Linked DNA regions of Mus musculus: all the other regions are linked to region 3. The links are chromatin contacts, called in public HiChIP or PLAC-seq and promoter capture Hi-C maps. All regions are on one chromosome and are shown on one strand. The core of a region is the stretch at or near the end of the contact, and the rest is flanking DNA. Distances in the headings are between cores, read along the strand shown.

Region 1 (4,141 bases), core at 878-3,377, 200 kb after region 3:
TTTCTCCAGAGGGCATGAAGTATCCTCCCCCACACCACCCCCAGCTCCCATCTATCCCCTTATCTGGAACTGCCCCCTCCAAAGCTTGTGGTCTGCAATGGGCCCCATACAGACCCTTCTTTCTCTATCTTCATTTAATTCAGTGAAATGGAGATGCAGAAAGATGTTCGTTCATGACTAACTGTCTTCTTCGGAATCCTTTGTCCCACGCATAGCACTCGCACACACTTCCTCACAAGCAACAACAGCGCAAACAAAAACTCAGGCATCTCCCTGCTGCATCCCACTACAAGGCAGCGAGACTCTGTTAGGAGGTTCACAATGAGTTATATAGACACAAAAATACGGGCAACCCAAACATCTACACAATATACCCTGGGGACCTCATTGTTCTCCCAACTCAATGCAGCTTTACCACAGTGTTCTCCACCAGGAAGCAAAGCACTTTCCTGTGTACAGTGAGAAGGGACAGGCACAGGGACACAAGTCCTCATGTGAACCAGCCACACTCAGAGACATAGGTGCCACACTGCCCTACTCTGAGACCGAACCCCTAGCCGATGCAACATGGAGAACTTGTGAGGTGTGGTGTGGGGGATCTAGGCAGCCTCCACCCACTTTGCCTTCTCACCTCCCTGCCCTGGGCTGCAGCTCCCCTCAGGAAGTCACAACTGCTCAACCATGCTTTCCTCTGAGAAGAAAATCCTACCCCCTGACTAGAGCAGGCATGTTGTGGAAACAGTCAATAAAGCTTCCTCTTTGGATTCACAGAGCCCAGGCGAATCCCTCTGCCCACAGGTTTTTAGGGAACAGTCTCTAGCTAATAAGCCTGGAGACAGTCCAAGGTTCTATACTTCCCTCTAGAGCCTTAAGACGCCTGAGTGCATCCCCTGTCTCTAGACATACAAATATATTAACACAGACTCCCTGCCCCAACTTGAGGGTCCTGTCAGTCTTGGAAGACCCTCTCCTACACCCTGTCTCTGAGATTAGCGGGTCCCTTCTTGCTTTTGCTCCTAAAGGAGGCACCTCCCTTCCCTGTTCCTCCCAGACAGCCACCCAACCCTGACTAGGCTGGATCGACCCTGTGGACTGAGGTTGTGGGGCCCTTCCACTGCTTACCTGCTGCTCTCTGACTTGCAGTGTGATGCTGTGGGGCTGCGAGCCGGTCTCCAGACTCAGGTGACAGTCTAAGGGAGCTTCTGGCATCTGTTGCTGTGGCGGTGGGGAGAAAGGGGGAGTGCATTGAAAGAACTCCCCTTGGCCCCAAAGTCCTACTTCAATTTTTTTCTTTCCTTATCTGTTCGCCCTACTTCTCCAGGATTGCAGGTTTGAGAGCGGTCGCGCGCCCCCGTGCTCGGCGGGAACGCGCACAGTCTCCCACCTCGTGCTGCGTTTACATTTGTTAAAGCCATAGAGATCCTCTACTCACCTCAGGCTGAGACCTGTCGGTCTCAAGGGGCTCCATACGCCCATAGCCCAAGGCTCCGCCCTTTCCAGCCCACCGTACCCCTAGCACCCATTTTCTACTTCTCCCCACATTTACACATTCGATGACATTGTCACTATTCCTCCTTATGTCTCCAAACCCCTCCCCAACACACACACACACACACACACACACACACACACATCTTCACATGACTTTCACAGGTTAGAACTACTCGTCAACATGTAATAATCGCGTCAACGCGCTAAGTTCTCCCTACTTTCACACACATTTTCACAAGCACACCTTCACTCAAACACTCACCGTTCTCTTTTGCGCGCACACAAATATCCACGCTCACTCACCCTCACGCGCCCGTCCCGCCAGCGCCCGCGAGCTTCGCTTCTAATTGAATGCGAGCCGTTCTACGCCCCGCAACACGTGAGACAAACCATCTTTGAGGAATTTGGGAGAAAGAAAAGCATAGGACTGGAGGGGCGTGTCTTTGCCTTTAAACACTTTTTTCCCCCCTCTCCAAAGCAAGCAGTGGCGCAGAAAGACCTCCAGTGGGACCTGCTGAACTGCGCTGCCTGGCTCTCCCGGACCCTTTTCCTCCTGCCGCCTGCTAGCCTCCCCCTCCCCGAAGCTTCGTTCAACACGATGCATAATTGATAGTGTTAGCAGAACGCCTCACCCTCTCTGTCATATTTTGCCTGGATCTGGGCAGATACAAATCCTGGTTCCCCTCCACCCCCAATCACCGCCAGACTAATTCGCCAGATTAGTAGGCGCAGCCCTGCAGGGTGCGCGGAGAGGAGACGCCCACCTCCCCAGCCCATCGCAGACCCTGCTCAGCCTCTTGAGCCTGAACTCCACGCTCAGGTCTTTTGTGGCAAAACCAGCGCGTGCACTCCACTGCCCGTGGGCTACCTAGTGCTCACAGTGGAGTGGGTGTCTTCTGAGCTCCTAAAACATTAGGTTGAACTCACCCAAGTGTCTCACTCTGCCCTTGCTTGCTGCGGGCTAACAGGACACCAAGGTTGCCCACTAATAGTGGCTACAGGGACCAGGATAGTTACAAAAACCGTTTGCTCCTCTTGAGTGCTGTGGACTAGGGACTTACAACCCCTGAGCATTTCCTGCACCACCACCCCGCTCCTCAGTATCCTCTCAGCATCTCTAGCAAGCTGGCCATCAACCCCTGCATGCTCGCACCCCCCCCACACACACACACACTGTGAAAGCCTAGGCAGCAGCCACCGCCCTGCCATCTCACACCCTCATGTAACAGCTGGCCTCAGCAGACTCGGGACTCGCTGTTCTCTTTGGCAAACCCTGGACATTTCTTTTAGCGATGAGCAGGAGAATTTCAAGGGATGTCTAGGGATTTGACTAAAATGCATCATCTCACTCCCCCGCCTATGGCATCCCAGGAGACAGAGCTGCTAGCCAGAACTGGTAAGGGGGCATAGATTTTGAGAGATGTGTAGAGAGTCCCCTCCTTCTCTTTCATATACACTGTAATACTGGGGTGCTGGGGTCTCCCAGCCCTCATCAGAGTCAGTCTTCTGTCTTGGTTGGATGGCAGTGTGTTTGGGGCCTCTGCAGAGATCAATACCCCGATTTGAGTGTTAAGCATTTTAATGAGCTAGGGAGGGGGGCGCAGAGAGATGCAGGAAGAACGCTGCATCTAAAGGGACCACCCGGCAGGGTTTCTGAGGCTCCTTTGTAAATTAAATATGAACACACTGGTGTGTGCTCACTTTGGTCCCTCCCTCTTTCCTACTCCTGGCTACGGGCTGATGGGACCCCCACAAACTCAGCCAAGTTCGGAATCTAGAACTTCACACCTGCTCGGGCCTGGAAACCCCACAGACCGAACCAGGAGAGGGTGCTTGAGCGATCCAGGGAAGATGTCTTTGAGAAGGGAGAGGAGATGAGAACTCTGACTCCTCCCTGCCTGGAATCCTGTACGTCTGAGGCCGTCCAGCACAAGGCTCTAACCTGGGACAAGGCCTCAGAGATTTGGAATAGCCGCCCGATACCGACTTCTTTGTCTGCAAAGTAAGAGGAATGTCTGTCGTATTGTTCATGTTCTAGCAACCTTGAGGGGGTGGGGGGTGCCTCGCACCAGAAGAGGGTGTGGCAGCAGAGGGACGTTCTGCTGTTCTTAGTGTTCTGGGATGGAGAATCCTGAGGACTTTCCTGGTGGGGGAGAGAAAGACGCAAGGCGTGGGCGTTCCTCCGCCAGTGAACATCCACTCATCCGATTTTTACTTCTAGTCAGCTCTCTTTTTTTGAGTTTGGAGGGACGCAAGCCTGCAGAGGGATAACTTAGGAGGAGCGAAGGGCCGAGGGCTGGAAGGAAGAATGGGCTCATGAGCTCTCTCGATCGCACGGACGTGCAGGAGTGTCTGGGGTAAGCTCTCCCAACTCTGGCTTTCTTCCCTAAAGAGGTTGAAACCAGGGGACTCCCTGTAGAGAGGGCGGTTCCAGCGTCTACAGAATAGTTTAAGGGCGTGGCGACCACGCTGGCTGGGGTACTGATTCCCGTGGAACCCAGCTTCCCACCCACTCTCCCGAAAAATGCTTCTGTTGCCCGAATTTGCACCAGGGAGAAGACATCCCTTACCCCGTCTTCAACCCTGCAGAACCCAGTGCCGGTCCAGACAAGGCCAGCCGGAGTCGCCGCTAGCAGCGTCCGCAGGGTCT
Region 2 (4,716 bases), core at 2,174-4,673, 190 kb before region 3:
CTCACCGAAAGACTAGTTTTAGCTGCCATACCCACATTCAACTCATTTCCCCCAGGGGAACCAGACTATTTTGCCTTCAAAAAGGTAGTGAAAGAAGACTGGGAGGAGAGAAAGGGGCAGGAAGCCAGCATCTGCATGGAGCATCTGCCTGAGTGTATGGCACCTTAGATGACTTTCCTACTTAATCCTACAAATGAAATGCTTTGAGTTGGAGAAAACATGAGTCAGAGAACTGAAAGGCCACTTGCTGTAGGTCTCACAGCTCCTAACTGGTATTGCCTGGCTTGCTTGGTGCCGAACTCCTACCTCCTGGATTGCAAAGAACAGCATAATGTGTTCTGCACAGGGGACTTAAGTATGCACTGAAGAGAAAGAAAGAGGCAGAGAGAGTCTGTCTACGGAATGGCCAAACCGTGGCCTGGGTGGTCCATTAATGAGAGAATCTTTTATTCCTGCTTCTTCTCACTGGCTTCATCTGGGTATTTCAGCCAAATGAAAACGAGCCCTTCATGCCCTATCAAGGGACAGCAAAAGGGGCAACCATTACCTCTACCTCCAAAATAGTAGTAGACTGTCTACTCTACGATGACCGCTTTCCCACAGGTGAAAGGAGATCAGGAGGAAGGGAAGTGGAGGAAGAGGAGAGAAGAGATTACACGTTTTAAGGGACCCAAGGAATGTTACATGTACATTTAAAGGTTTCAAAATAAAATAAGTCAGTCTTAAATGACTGCTATTCAAAATTAAAACACCAAACCTCTAATTTCTCAGTCCCAACAGATCAACAAATCAGAGAAGTGAAGAGATCATTCTTTGAAAATCTAAAAAGCTGCCCGTGGAGGAGAAGCCAGGCTCTTAGTTCCAGCCGGCAACACTGCAGCAGCTGGGCAGAACTGGCCAGGAATTTCTCTGCTCTAGGATAAAGGCCTTCTTAGAACTGCCTCTGCTTGGCAATGGAGAAAGCCATCCATCTTAGGAAGCAAGCAGCTGCCTGGTTCCAGACGACTATCTATCTGGAATCTCCTGGTCTGGAGCCCCACCACCACACACACACACACACACACACAAACACACATCTCCTGGTCTGGAGCCCCACCACCACCACACACACACACACACACACACACACACACAAGCCCCACCACCACCACACACACACACACACACACAGACACACACACACACACAAGGTGGGCTGGACCATGTGGCTTTCTCTTTTGGGAAACAAAACTACGATGATAAATTTAATTCAGTCCAGAGGTCCTGGAGAACACACACACACACACACACACACACACACACACAAGGTGGGCTGGACCATGTGGCTTTCTCTTTTGGGAAACAAAACTACGATGATAAATTTCATTCAGTCCAGAGGTCCTGGAGAACCCACCAGGTAAAGCAAGCTGCGGAGGAAAAGCTTTCTAAAACAAAAGTGGTCCCCACCCTACCAAGCGGGTCACACCAAGAGTCAGAAAAACAAGATGTCATGCATACATATAGTAAGGCTAAAATACCCAAACACCAAGTGCTTGGGAGGTAGAAGGCTGAAGTTTGAGTGGCCTGGAGGAATATGGGCTGAGGGGAGATTTATAGTTCAAATGAGCATGGGGTGGGGGTAAACAAGGCGTGTTTTGGCAGGAGGGTGTAAGTATGTCTAATGGCAGGAGGGTGTAAGTATGCCTAATGTTTAAAGTGGAAACAGGCTGTGAGATGCCTAGAATACCAGGAGGAAAACTTAAACTCTCAACTGCGAGCAGTGGGGAGGCAGCAGGCAATTTCTGAAATGAAAAGAAGACGAAACCAATATTCTGCATAGCTTTAACAAGCTACTTTTGTTGGAAAAATAATCTACACGTATGGATGTACAGGCAGACACCTAAGGGAGCCAGGGCTGTGGCCGTCTTGAACTTTGCAGGCGTTTTCCTGTTCCAGTCATTCACATACAAACTTCTGAGCGCCCAGGCTATACTAGACTGTCTAAGGTTCCGAGGGGAAGAAACAGAAGACAGATCAAAGCCTCCAGTTTAGTGAAGCTTAGTGGAGGGAGAGAAACAATTTTAAACAGCCTCTGTGCTAAGGATGTAGCTTAATGGTAGTGCTCACTCCTGGTTCAATTCCCAACACTGTGGGAGGAAACGAAACAAAATAAATTCCATTTATGTCTATGAGGTTTTAGAAAGATTGATTTTTAAAATTTTTATTTTATATATACAGGTATTTTGCCTATATGTATGTCTGTGTACCACATGCGTGTGTCCCTGGAGGCCACAAAAGATTGTCATATACCCTGGACCTGGTTGTTAGCTACCATGTGGGTGCTAGGAATCAAACTCTGGTCTATGGAAGAGCAGCCAGTGTTATTAACCGCCAAATCCATGGCTCTAGCCACTGTCTATGGTTTCCTTAAGCATTTTTTTTCCTACAGTAGCTCTTTTCCTTTTTTTTTTTTTGAAACAGGGTCTTAACAGTTATAGCCTGGCCTGGAATGTGCTATGTAGACCAAGCTGGCCTTGAATCCATAATAAAACATCTGTCTGTCTCTGCCTCCTAAGTGCTGGGTTTAAAGGCATGCACCTCCACATCCAGCCCTGCATTAATTCTTAAGTTATTTTAAAATACTTTTTATCTTATGAGTATGTGTGTGTTTGTGTATATGTGCCATGTGCATGCAGGAGCCCTAAGAGCTGAGAAGAGGGCAGCAGATCCCTGGAACTGGAGTTACAGTGGCACTAAGCCATGTGGGTGCTGGGAAGTCAGTGTTCTTAACCACAGACCCATTTCACTAGTCCCTACATTTACTTCTGACCTACTGCATATTCCCTGTCCCTCACCCTGGTAATGAAGACCAGTACTTAGGTAGCTCTGAAGGGACAGAGCAGCCTACCATAGAGCAACTCCTTTATAGCAGCTAGTCTCTCAGGCAAAACAATAGTCCGACTCTTCACTTATTAAATATCCTTTTAATGCCCCCAGTGGTGATTTATAGTGCCAATATAATGTCTGTATAAATAATGATGGGTAGGAGGCTTTGCCCACTGAGAACCTGGGCGGGGTGGGGGCTGGGCAGCAGAACCAGGGAGAATGGCTCTCCTAAAGAACAGGCAGCTCAGAGCATCAGCTGGATTGGGCGAGGGAATGAAAGAGAGGATGACTGAATTCTCACGGGAGAGAAGTATGCTCTTGTGCAAACAGAGAGGAAACCAGGCAGGGGATCAAGCAGGAAGCCTTTGAGCACTAATGAAAACAGAGCACTGTCTAGGGGATGGGGTGACAATACCCGTCCCACAGCTAGGAAGAAAGCCAGGTTAGAGAAGCAGAAGCCAGAGGCTTTAGTATTGCCGAGTGGGGAAGGTCTAATATTAGCAAATGCCTCCAGACCCAAGAAGGCTTGGCTTTTGTTTCCCCTTGGATTGGAGGTGGCAGGAATAACCCCAGCAGACCACGCCCCTAAGACCTCAGGAGCCAGCACTGCATTCCTCAGAGCCCTACCTCCCTGGAGCCGGAGCCTGACTTTAAAGCAGTTAAGTATCTAGGCTATTTTAGGATTACTCCTTGACCACCTGGAATATCTTATTAAAGCACAGCTCAGATGTCCGAAGCAATTTTAGTTCCCATCCCTCATTTCTCCTCAAGGCAAAAATTAACCCTTTCCCTAGGGTTAAGCACAGGGGTGAAGCTACCACTAACTCTCTACTAACTAACTCTTCTTTACGTTCTGACACCTGTAAGACATGTCGTTAAAGAGAGAGAGCAAGAGAAAGGGAAGGAAGAAAAGAAAGAAAAAAACTTTTCCTTAAACACCTTTATGCAAACTGGTAGCATGTGCACCTTGAGCATTCTCTGAAACAACAGAACGGCTATGCACTTCCTGTCTATTCGCCATAATCTGGAAGATATGGGCCCCAAAGGCAAGGACCTCGGCAAATTCCTAGGAACTGCCTCTCAAGGAGTCATTAGCAAAATCACCAGGCTTCAAAGCGCTCATCTTAAGCTCTTGGGAGCCAACGAATTGTTCTGAAATACACTCCTTATCTGAGTACTGAGGCTGAGTATGGCTGGGGTTTCCCTTCTACAATAAGCACACATAACTACTTTTGTCCAGATCCATGGCTCAGTATTATACGTGCCATATATGTGACAGCTTTACTGATGACCTGGCTGGTGGTGTGATGTTAAAAATCTATCTCCTGGGTCTTAGCATGAAGGAAAGAAAGCCACTCCTGGTCTCATCCCACTTTAACAGACTGCAGGAGAAGGTAAGGGGAAGGGTTACAGGGGACTCCTAAGGGGAGGGGGGAGCCCCAGGAAGTAAAACAGATACTGTTAGAAGCACACAGATAAGATCAGGATTACTGCTCTTAACTAAAGCACTCCAGCCCTGGGAGCACTGGAGTTAGAACTATCAGATGCTCACCTTCCGCTGTCAGGTAACTTCAGCAGGAACCAGAAAGAGCTTGCCCACCTCCTGAGCAACAGAGATCATTCAAACTCAGTGGTTTGGAAAAAGAGCCAAGTGACACTTTTTCTGATTAAGCAGCAGAAAGGGGGCAGGGTGAGGAAAAGAGACATGATTCTACATTTTCAATCTAGGCACAAAATCACATCACAGAATCAAGAGCACTGGCCAGAAATGAGGTGTTCTCATGAAACAAGGAGAAACGCCAAAATAGAAAGTACAGTTGGTGATGAGAAGACCCGATGCCAGGCAGTGAC
Region 3 (4,366 bases), core at 1,651-4,150:
TCCCTCAAAGAGTCTCATTGTTACTGTGTAATGAATTGCCATCTCCTGACTTCCTTGGATCAGTGATTCAGAAATTTGAGTCTGTGCTTCCCAAACTGCCATTCCTGAGACCTCAAGTAAACTCCTTTGACTTTCACGGTCTCAGTCATCTCTCCTCCATCAACCCCCAAAGCCTCACCTATCCAAAAGTTTCTGACAACTGTATTCGGTTCCCTTTCATTTCAGTTTTTCTGGACAGAGTAGATCAAAATCCATCAAAAAAAATGTCCAAAGGCTGGAGAAATAGCTCAGTGTAGAGAACTTTCTTAGCATGAGCAGGGTCCCAGGTTTGGTCCCTACCAGAGCAAAAAAAGAGAGGGAAAGGCTTACGGTACTCATGGGAGCCCCAGGTACTTACGGGACTAAGGCAGGATTGCACGAGCTAGGAGTTTGAGCCCATCCTTGGTGATCTGCACCCCATGTCAGAAGACAGAGAAGAAGCAGAAACAAGCAGAAAAAATGGAGAAGCAGAAGAGTGAGGCTCCTGGCTTTTCTTTTAGGACAGGGACCAGTCAGTTGTCACAAGCCCCTGCCTGGGCAGGAAGGCAGTGCTTCATTCCTTTCTCAGGAAATGCTCTCTACCCTCCAGGGGCCACAGGACAGTCTGTCTTAGTTTGCTTCCTACTGACGTGATGAACACCATGACCAAAAGCAACTTGGGGAAGAACGCATTTATTATACTGTTTTAGTTAAGGTTTCTATTCCTGCACCAACATCATGACCAAGAAGCAAGTTGGGGAGGAAAGGGTTTATTCAGCTTACACTTTCCACATTGCTGTTCATCACCAAAGGAAGTCAAGACTGGAACTTAAGAAGGTCAGGAAGCAGGAGCTGATGCAGGGCCATGGAAGGATGTTCCTTACTGGCTTGCTTCCCCTGGCTTGCTTAGCTTGCTTTCTTATGGAACCCAAGACTACCAGCCCGGAGATGGCACCAACCCACAATGGGCCCTCCCCCCTTGATCACTAATTGAGAAAATACCCCACAGCTGGATCTCATGAAGGCATTTCCCAACTGAAGCTCCTTTCTCTGTGATAACTTCAGCCTGTGTCAAGTTGACACACAAAACCAACCAGTACATATACTTACAGGTTAGAGTCCGTCATGGAGTGAAGTCAGGGATGGAGCTCAAGGCAAGAACCTGGAGGCAGGACCTGAGGAGGCCTTGGAGGAAGGCTGTTTATGGGCTTGCTCCCCAAGACTGGCTCATCGTGCTTTTTATTCAAATTAGAACCACCTGCCCAGGGGTGGCACTGCCCATGGTGGACTGGGTCCTCCTTTAGCAATCATTAATCAAGAAAATGTCACCATAGACATATCCGCAAGTCAACGTGATGGAGGAAATTCCTTAATTGACCTTCCCTATTCCCAAGTGACTCAGTGTGTGCCAAACTGGCAGGAGCTAATAGGCACACCTTCCCAAGGTGAAGCAAAAGGAAGAGAACAAGCAGAGGAGAGAGACGGAAGTAGCTAGATAGAGAGATTGGATATAGATAGACAGACAGGGAAGCAAAAGGGACTGAGTGTGACCGGCTGGGGAGATGGCTCATCGGGTAAGCAAGCATAGGGACCCGAGTTCAAATCCCCAGCACCTACGTAAAAAGGAACAAGGCAGGCATGGTGGTATACATCTATAACCCAAGTGTGGAGGGGTGAAAACCTGCAGCGGCTTGGTGGCCAATCCAAAACAGCCAGTTGCAGGTTCATTGAGAGAGCCTGCCTCAAAACAAACAAACCAAACTGGAGATGCATTTGAAGAATACATCTGGATGTTAGCCTCTGCTCTCCACATGTGCCTGCATAGGTAGACATACCTGCATACACGTGTATATAAACATACTACACACACACACACACACACACACACAGAGAGAGAGAGAGAGAGAGAGAGAGAGAGAGAGAGAGAGAGAGAGAGAGACTGAGTGGTAATAATGATATAAAGGGTTAAGTAGTCACACCCTGATTAGTAAAGCCATGCATCTCCAAGGCTGGTTTCTTGTCAAACATCTATGGGGGGTGTTGCAGGGTGGGGTGGGGAGGGGAGCTGATGTGTGACTTAGTGAAAAAAAATGCCTGGAGCTGGACCCATGAAAGCAAACACATTTGCCCCCTAAGATTTATTTTATCTTTAATTATGTGTGTTGTATGAGTGGGTTGTGTCCGTGAGTGCAGGTGCTCAGGAAGGCCAGAAGAAGGCACTGGATCCCCTGGAGCTGGAGTTGTGAGCTGCTGGGCATGGGTGCTGGGCACAGAACTCTGGCTCTCTGTAAGAGCAGGCTGCACTCTTAACCACTGAGGCCCCTTTCCAGTCCTGGGACACACAGCTTTCACCGTGGTGTCCAAACATTAACCCCAAACCACAGTGGACAGCCTTTAGCTCAGTGAGGTTACTTGTGCGATGTTGAGAATTTGAGGCCTTCCCAAACACTCTATTGTCCTGGTAAGTGTTCGTCACAACCTTGACAGGCAGGTTGTGATTATTTCCATTTTTTGGAGATGAAAGCCTTCATTCTCACTTGGCTCCAAGTGAGTTCCCCAAGTCCACACAATTACTCAGTGGTCGAACTAAGACTTGAACCCAAGTCCATCTGGTCCCAATGCCCCCTATGTGATTATGTCTGCAGTCTGCTCGGCACTTTTATACATTGGAAGGACACCCTTTTCTTTTCCTTATAGTGTTCCCAAGGCTCCATCAGCCACAGGGTTCTGTCTGGCCCTGACTGCAGGGTCTGTGCTTGCCTGCAATAGTCAGGTGCCAGAATCCTGTCCACTGTGATTGGACAAAAACTGGCCAATCAGTTCTTCAGGGAGATCATGGACAAGAGAGAGGGTGGCCCTTCTCTGTCTTTGCTGCAGGAGTTTCCAGGACCTTGGGGTCAGGTAAATCCCTGGCCTTCTTCCTGGCTGTGCACAGTTGACTGCAGGAGACAGCAGCCAACACAAAAGAAAGAATGGGAGGTGGGGGGCCAGCGACTTCCTCTGGCATGCTAGCTCCTGACCTTGAACTTTTCAAATTCATTTTATGTATATGGTATTTTTGTTTTAACCAGTTTCAGCTGGATTTCTGCCAAGTGCCCCACAAAGAATTCTGACACAAATCTATGATTTAAAAGAGTTATAAAACAGGAGCTCCACCCCGGCAGAAAGGGGAAGGCAGGCACTGGGAGTAGTGAAAGGAGCCTAGGTAGAGTTGAGCCAGGGGTGCAGCTAGGTCTCTGCGAGCCACGGGATAAGAATGAGAGTCCTGATAGTGACAAATGGGGCTCCATATAGATTCCCCCACCCCCCACCCCGCGCTTCTATCTCTGGCTTCATTTTCTCCATCAGCTTCCTACCCAAGAGCAAGAGCTTAAGAAATTTCTGAAAGGGGTGCCAGCGATGGAGCTCAGTTGGGAGAGTGCTTGCCTAGCATGCATACAGCCCTGAGTTCCATCCCCAGCGCTGAATAAACCAGTCAGTCCTGACCCTCGGGTGGTAGCAGAGAGGATCAGGAGTTGAAGGTCATCCTTGGGTGCACAAGTTCAAAACTAGTCTGGGATGGAGGCCCTGCCACAAAACCAAAGCCAACGTTCTGGAAGGACCCATGACTGACCCAGCCATGCCTTTTCACATGCAATTACAGTAGTCCCCTCTTGGGAGGAGAGTAACGTGGGCCTCACTTTTGTGATATTGGAGTCTCTCTATAGAAGTGGCGCCTCACAAGAGAGAAGGACCAACAGAATGTCTACCACAGAAATGAAAAGGTTACCTACTCAGCCGCTGGGATACTTGCTGGGGACCCCTGGCTTCCAGATAGGTTTCTGTCCCCATATGTTCTGGAGTGCTAGAATGGTAGCCCAAACGCTGGACTGTCCGATCATCAGCTTAATTCTGGTGAATCGGCATGAGGTCAAGCACGTGCTCTTTGCTTCCAGCCTTTCCTAACTTACTGAAGCCCAGCAGTCTACCTGGCGCACCAGCACCAGGTAGACTCTTAGAGTCACCACTCTTTCTTGGCTCTGCGTAGCTAGGTGGTGTCACGTGGTTAAGTTGTGGCCAATGAGATGCCTGATCTTGTGTGAGGGCTTCAGAACAGGTAGCTAGAGGTGTGGGAAGGGTCCCTTTTGCCTTCTTCATCTTCCTTCCCTCCCCCCTCTCCCCCAGTCCCCTCTCCTATCCTCCCTTCCCCCTCCCTCTTTTCCTTCCTCCCCCCCCCCCCCCGCCCCAACCCCACTCTTCTCATTTTGTAGTAGCCCAGGCTGACCCTTTTTATAGCTTTCTCTTCTTTCTGGTCAATAGCATAGAGATGGATCAGGAAGCATTGTGGATTGTGGGATGGCCTTGGAGA

Evidence for each region. Promoter capture Hi-C pulls out the DNA fragments that hold promoters and counts their contacts. HiChIP or PLAC-seq counts read pairs in DNA pulled down with a chosen protein or histone mark.
Region 1: a promoter capture Hi-C map of embryonic stem cells shows a contact between it and region 3, with 5 times the contacts expected there. The contact joins the promoter of Islr2 here to the enhancer-like site in region 3. A contact is called at or near these places in 17 of 39 promoter capture datasets (the 3T3-L1 cell line, the C10 cell line, the HPC-7 cell line and 9 more), 2 of 15 datasets of contacts at CTCF or cohesin (the NIH/3T3 cell line and embryonic stem cells), 18 of 484 Hi-C or Micro-C datasets (the G1E-ER4 cell line, the N1E-115 cell line, Sertoli cells and 5 more), 19 of 115 datasets of contacts at active chromatin or transcription factors (bone marrow-derived macrophages, craniofacial prominence, embryonic basal ganglia and 9 more) and 3 of 9 other capture datasets (adipose tissue, liver and pancreatic islet).
Region 2: a contact with region 3 is called in an H3K27ac HiChIP or PLAC-seq map of embryonic stem cells, with 5 read pairs. The contact joins two enhancer-like sites. A contact is called at or near these places in 2 of 39 promoter capture datasets (frontonasal cranial neural crest and neural stem cells), 11 of 115 datasets of contacts at active chromatin or transcription factors (CD8 T cells, T-cell acute lymphoblastic leukemia, embryonic basal ganglia and 3 more) and 4 of 9 other capture datasets (adipose tissue, embryonic tail, liver and 1 more).

The regions. Positions count from the first base shown.
Region 1 is chr9:58,200,158-58,204,298 of GRCm38.p6, forward strand. It overlaps Islr2 (immunoglobulin superfamily containing leucine-rich repeat 2), which reads right to left and starts at 2,128. Exons shown (of 3, transcript NM_177193.5): 1 at 1,795-2,128; 2 at 1,123-1,215. It also overlaps the pseudogene 1600029O15Rik.
Region 2 is chr9:57,814,123-57,818,838 of GRCm38.p6, forward strand. The region is part of intron 2 of Arid3b (AT rich interactive domain 3B (BRIGHT-like)); the gene reads right to left. Among named protein-coding and RNA genes, the nearest start is that of Arid3b, 20 kb to the right of the region's middle. Within about 2 kb of position 3,424, at least 77 of the 459 cell types and tissues checked have an H3K27ac peak or open chromatin away from gene starts, as enhancers often do. A contact at or near this core is called in embryonic stem cells, where this site is marked.
Region 3 is chr9:58,000,466-58,004,831 of GRCm38.p6, forward strand. It overlaps a transcript of Cyp11a1 not described here. Among named protein-coding and RNA genes, the nearest start is that of Cyp11a1, 12 kb to the right of the region's middle. Within about 2 kb of position 2,901, at least 6 of the 459 cell types and tissues checked have an H3K27ac peak or open chromatin away from gene starts, as enhancers often do. A contact at or near this core is called in differentiating embryonic stem cells and embryonic stem cells, where this site is marked.